Linked DNA regions of Macaca mulatta: region 2 is linked to region 1. Evidence: chromatin contacts called from public Hi-C data. All regions are on one chromosome and are shown on one strand. The core of a region is the stretch at or near the end of the contact, and the rest is flanking DNA. Distances in the headings are between cores, read along the strand shown. Region 1 holds the start of SLC27A1 (solute carrier family 27 member 1). Region 2 holds the start of RPL18A (ribosomal protein L18a).

The links. Hi-C and Micro-C count contacts between places; a contact is called where the count stands out from the background.
Region 2: a contact with region 1 is called in a Hi-C map of fetal cortex germinal zone, with 4 times the contacts expected there. The contact joins the promoter of RPL18A here to the promoter of SLC27A1 in region 1. A contact is called at or near these places in 3 of 14 Hi-C or Micro-C datasets (fetal cortex germinal zone, fetal cortical plate and liver).

The regions. Positions count from the first base shown.
Region 1 is chr19:17,980,063-17,983,023 of T2T-MMU8v2.0, forward strand. SLC27A1 (solute carrier family 27 member 1) reads left to right here and starts at 1,416. Exons shown (of 10, transcript XM_077978293.1): 1 at 1,416-1,600. The coding sequence starts at 1,434.
Region 2 is chr19:18,366,606-18,369,566 of T2T-MMU8v2.0, forward strand. It overlaps RPL18A (ribosomal protein L18a), which reads left to right and starts at 1,553. Exons shown (of 5, transcript XM_015123281.3): 1 at 1,553-1,609. The coding sequence starts at 1,592. The region is part of intron 1 of CCDC124 (coiled-coil domain containing 124); the gene reads left to right.

The DNA of each region.
Region 1 (2,961 bases), core at 166-2,665:
GTAGGTGCTTCTAGGAAGGATGGGGACCTAGCGTGTGCATTTTGTCCTCCCCAGGATCCTGGGGTGTGACGTTGAGACTTAATCGACAAGGCTTCGGGACATGGATTAAGAATTAGCTGTGTCCTTGAATTACACGTGTTTAAGACCGCGGCGGTGTTTACAATTAGAGACTTCTGAGGCCCCCACGGTGTGAGTTGAGCACTCCCCTGGGGCCCTGGAATGTGTTTTTAAGAATGAAAGAGGTTTTGGGGCTTGGATTTAGGACAAGCTGGGGCAAGAATTCAGCCCACGCGGGCCGTGGGTGTGGACTGGGATCTTTTTGGTCCCCGAGGGTAGAGAGTCTGCACGCCATCTAGGGCTCGGGTCCTGCTATCTTGCGAGCCATGCCCCACGGCTGCAGGACACGTGTGTTTCCTAAAAGGAGAGGGGGTGGGGCAAGGCCTGGTTGTCATGGAGACAGCGGTGGGCGGGGGGGGGGGTCCCTGGCGGGCCGTTCTAGCCCCCATGTCTCGTTGACCGTCGCCTCTCTGGTTCGGTTGCCTCTCTATGGTCGTGGCTCCTGGAAGAGGGCCCGCCTCAGCTCTGCAGACTGAGCGGCTTCGAGGTAGACAGGTGGGAAGAGGGGCGGGGCCTAGGTCCTATGGGGGCCGGAGTGAAACCCAGGAGGTGGTGACGAGCCGAAGCCTGAGGGCGGGGCCAGTGACCAGGATAGAACCTGAGCCTGGGAGCATGGGCTAGGGCCGGAACTGGGGTGGGGCTTGAACTGATGGGAGGGGTCTAGTTCCGGGAGGGGCGGGGGGGCGCGGTGTGTGCTTGTGGGCGGGGCCATATAATCTAGCCTAGGGGGTGGAGCCTGGCTGAGAGGGGCGGGACTCGGGGGAGAGGGCCTGCGCCTGTGGGTGGGGCTAGAAGTATAACCTAAGGGCAGGGCCCCGTGAGTGGCGAGAAAGCCACGGGGTAGAGGCAGGACCAGAAGCAAAGGGGACACGACGTGAAGGGTAATTCGGGGATCAAGGATACAGGCTAAATGCAGGCATATGGCGAGGCCGGACAGTGACCGACAGGGTGGACTTACTGGCTCTGGGGGCGGGGACTGTTGTAAGATTGGCAGGGAAGGATGGACTCAAAAATATGGAATAGAGCTGACCCAGGGTCAGAGGCGGAGCCTGGCCAGGACCTGGCCAATCCCAGGCCTAGGGCCGGGGTCTGGTTCCTAGTTAGGGGGCGGGTGTTAAAGCCTGGAAAGGGGGCGATGCCTGGCTTGAGGAGTTGACCAATCCCAGGCCTGGGGGCGGAGTCTGACCCGGAGCACCCTTCCCGGGCTCGCGGCGGGGCGGAGCCGAAGCCTGGGGGCAGGGCTCGCTGTAGGGTCGGGGGCGGTCGCGGGCGGAGCCGGAGTGGCCCGCGGCCTTAGCGCACTCTGTCTCCCCAGGATGCGGGCTCCGGGTGCAGGCGCGGCCTCGGTGGTCTCGCTGGCGCTGTTGTGGCTGCTGGGGCTGCCATGGACCTGGAGCGCAGTAGCGGCGCTCGGCGTGTACGTGGGCAGCGGCGGCTGGCGCTTCCTTCGCATCGTTTGCAAGACCGCGAGGCGAGACCTCTTGTGAGTGTTGACGGGATCCGCCAGGGCCGGGAGTGGGGCTGAGGGCTCTGGGGGCGCACGGTGCGGGGCTGGGTTGCGAAGACAGCTTGGAGGGTCCGGAGAGCTGGGGGTGCTTTGTAGGTTGGGGGTGGGGCTGGGCCGAGGGGCGGGGCCTGAGAGGGTGACCAGTTGGGGGGCTCTGAGGGCGCTACAGGGGACACTTTAAGGATTTCTCGAGGGAGATGAGTAGCCTGCAAGGTACTTGGAGCGTTGCAGGCTGCTCAGGAGATGATCTCAGGGGCTTGGGGGGCAACTTGGGGGTCTTTGGGCTGCTGGTGGAAGTTCCAGGGAGCTGGGGCTGACTGGAAAGCGGTGGCGGTGTAGGGGTCTCTTTGGAGCCTTGTTAACTGTGAGAGACTTCAGGGGGCTCTCCAGTAGGTCACCGGGGCTCACAGGGACGACCCAATAGATAGTCTCTGGGGGTTGCCAAGACACTTTGGGTCTATCCAGGGCTTTCTCTGAGGGATGAGCGAGCTGCTTAGGAAGTCTATAAAGGACTTGCCGGGTTTCTGAAGGTGTGTATTTCCTCAGGACCGTTTCCAGCTGGGACACTGTTTGAGATTGTGGGGTCTGTGTGGGTCTTTGGGTTTGGGAGTTGTTCGGAGTGTGTAGGGAGGCTGCTGCGTATTCCAGGTCTTGTTTGGGGGTCTATTCTGGCCGTGTCTCTGAGGGGCTTGCTCAAACGAGCCGTTGGGGTCCTTCTGGGGTGAAACAGGCATTGCTGGGGGTTCCTATCAGAGCAGATCTCAGGAACAGCACCACGTGGGAGCAGGTGAACGCAGGCTAGCAGGGCAGGGTTCAACACCTTCACAGCTCCTTGTAAGATGGAGTTGCAAGAGGGACTGAACCCACTGTAAGGAGGGCACAGAGGGTGTGGAGATGGGAAGGATCCCACCGTAAGTTGACTGGTTCTGAACTTTCTAAAACTCACCCCTTCTCCATGCCATGGCCCCCTGCCCCCGGCCCCTTGGTTGTTCTGATGTGGAAATCCGACTGTGCCCTCTGCTCAGACACCTTCCACAGCCAACCCATGCTTGGCAGAAGGAAGACTCAGCCCCTAGCTGGCACTCAAGGTCCTACCATCTGTTCCCTGCCCACCTGCCACTCCCCCCATCCATATGTTCACCTGGTCTTCAGAAAGACTTGCAGTGTCTCAAGCTGCCTAGAACATACTATCCAGAAGTGGTGGAAATAGAACATACTGGGCCCCTTTTAGCCAGGGCCGACTCTCCCTCTGGGAACCTTTGCCAAATTTTCCTGCTTAACACCCTCCCATAGCTTCTTGTTGCCCTTAGAATTGAGGCCATACTGGCTGAGCGTGG
Region 2 (2,961 bases), core at 303-2,802, 390 kb after region 1:
ACATAGTGAAACCCCATCTCTACTAAAAATACAAAAATTAGCCGGGCATGGTGGTGGGCACCTGTAATCCCAGCTACTCTGGAGGCTGAGGCGGGAGAATCGCTTGAACCCAGAGGCAGAGGTTGTAGTGAGCCGAGATCTCACCACTGCACTGCAGCCTGAGGAACACGGTAAGGCTCTGTCTCAAAAAAAAAAAAAAAGTAAAGAAAAGAAAATCGCACCCAGTAGTGACTTGAATCCACAAAACCAGATTCAGAGAAACTGAAATGCAAAATAAGAAAATGAAAATAAAAAATTGCATACTTGCTGCCCTTTTTCTTTCTTTTTTTCTTTTTGTTTTTTTCCGAGTCGGATCTCGCCCTGTCTCCCAGGCTGGAGTGCAATGGCGTGATCTCGGCTCACTGCAGCCTCCATCTCCCAGGTTCAAGCGATTCTCCTGCCTCAGCCTCCTGAGTAGCTATAATTACAGGCACCGGCCAGCACGCCTGGCTGATTTTTGTATTTTTAGTAGAGACGGGGTTTCGCTATGTTGGCCAGGCTGGTCTTGAACTCCCGACCTCGTGATCCACCCACCTCGGCCTCCGAAAGTGCTGGGATTACAGGCGTGAGCCACCGCACCTACCTGGCTTTTTTTTTTTTTTTTTTTTTTTTTGAGACACAGTCTTACTCTGCCGCCTAGGCTGGAGTGCAAAGGCGCGATCTCAGCTCACTGCAACCTCTGGCTCCTGAATACAAACGATTCTCATGCCTCAGCCTCCTGCCTCTTTCCTCTTAATTTTACTTCACAGCCTTGTCATCAGGGAGTTGTTTGCGGCTCTTTTTTCATATCTGGTCTCCGTCCTCATCCCCAGGAGGGCTTCTTTCTGTCCGAGCCCCTCAAAGTGGGCAGCTGGATCTTGATCCATTCTCGCGTTCTCCGCGCGCTCTCCCCCAACCCCCGCTCCCCCAGGTTCTTTATGAACTGGAGGCAGGCAGACAGGGTTTGAAACCCACCTACTACGAAACACAAATCGGACCCCAAATAAAAACGGCATTCCAGCGCTTACTCAATATTCGTGCTGCAACATCGCTAGGAGAAAAACATATAATTTGTATTCCAGTTTTACAGATGAGAACCCTCAGGTATCTGGCTGGAGACCTCCGTAACACACCTCCCCGGAGGACGAGGCCAAGAGTGTAAAGCATCGGCATCTCATCGTAAACACCGCAGCCACCCGAGGTCCAGTTCAATGCTTAGGCATCCTGCAGGCGGCGCGCGCCCCCGCCCCTAGTTGCAGCCGGGACTGGCTGAGTGACTACAACTCCCGGCGTGCAGCGCGCGCCGACGCTCCGTTACGGTCGTGGTGGAACAGGTGGTGCTTGCCTCGTTGCTTTCTGGGAAACGAAGTCTCGCTGTGAAGAGAGGACGAGCTTTGAGTAGTAGGTGGATCCGTAGCCAATGAAGACGCGGGTCGCGTTGAGTGCGGGGCAGAGAAGCCAATGGGCGTGCGGCATTGAGAGGGCGGGTCTTCCGGTAATGAAGGCCTGGTGAACGGCTGCGCGAAAGAGGGTACTTCCTTTTGCTGGTGGCTGGGAGAGCGGAGAGGACGCCATGAAGGCTTCTGGCACAGTAAGGCGAGCGCGACGCAGCAGGGGGCCAAGAGATGGGGCACGGGCCCCATCGGGGGTCTGCAGAGGTGGCGTGGGTCGGGTTGGTGGCGCGCGCTCCTGTCGGTCCTGCTTGGCCGCGCGCCGCGTTCTCTTGTTGCAGTCAACATGGCGGCCATCGTGGGCGCCGCGTGGAGAGAGCGATGCGTGGCCTGGGCCAGCTCAGGGATCGCGGTGGTCCAAGGACTCCGGGTCTTCTTCCCGGGGGACGGAATAAGTCGCGCAGCGTGGAGGCCCGAGCCCCGGCACCTCGTCAAGCCGCTAGGTTTCTGTTTTCTTGTCTACAATGTGGACGTGGCGGTGGAGCAGTAGCATTTTCTTTTTCCCAGAATGACTGTGAGAAGCAGATGAAAATTGCTGACAATGAGCCGAAACGGGGAGCGTGAGGCTTAACGCCGTGACACATACTGGATAGAACCAAACGGCGTTATGGCGCAGAGATAGGAGAACCCGGACACCCATGGAGTGGGTGTGTTATGTCCAGATCTCCAGCCTCAGTTTCCTTGCTGTTAAAGGGGCGGGCCCCATTGCCAGGGGCAAATGCCAGAGGCTACCAGGGCAGGAGAGTCTCAGAGCTGGTGGCGGGGCACAGGAAGACGAGAGGATGCCCCGGGCCCCAGCTGCTTCCTGAACGTGTGGTGCCGAGGACGGTGGGTCAGGTTCACAGTAAAAGTAGGAACTGAGTCTGCGATAATTTGTGACTATTTTTCATTGATACTAGTAAAAAGCTGACGAGTCAGTATCAGAGGTGGTTTCTTTGTGCCATATCACAGAGCCTGGACTTGACCAAAGATTCTCACCTCTGCATCTGTAAATCGGGAGCCTTCCCTGGGCCAAACGTTTGGATTGCAGTTGGGAAAACGGAGGCAGCCGCAGCTCGCATGGCGACAGTGCAGGGATCCCAGGACTGGGGAGAGACCTGAGGTCTTGTCCTAGTTCTGCCTGGAATGGGCTGTGAGATCCCATACTGGTCACTCTGCCTGTGGGCCTCAGGGTGAAAGAAGATGTTGGCTGGATGTTATTAGGTGCAGAGTGGCTGCTTGACGGGGACTGCAAAGCGGTTCAGGACTGCAGCATGAAGAAAGGAGACTGTGGGTCTAACTAAGCCTCAGCTTTCCTGGTCTGAAACCCTTAGCCCAGGCAAAGGAGAAGCAGGCAACTTAATTAATTCTCCCTGGAGACCTCTCTCCCCTCAGTTCATTTTGTGGATAAAGCTGTGTTGGGGAGTGTGACCCACAGTCACCAGGAATCCACATGGAGGCCCTGGGGGTGGCCCTGCCTCCTGCTGCCCGAATCTGTGGTCATCGGTTGCAG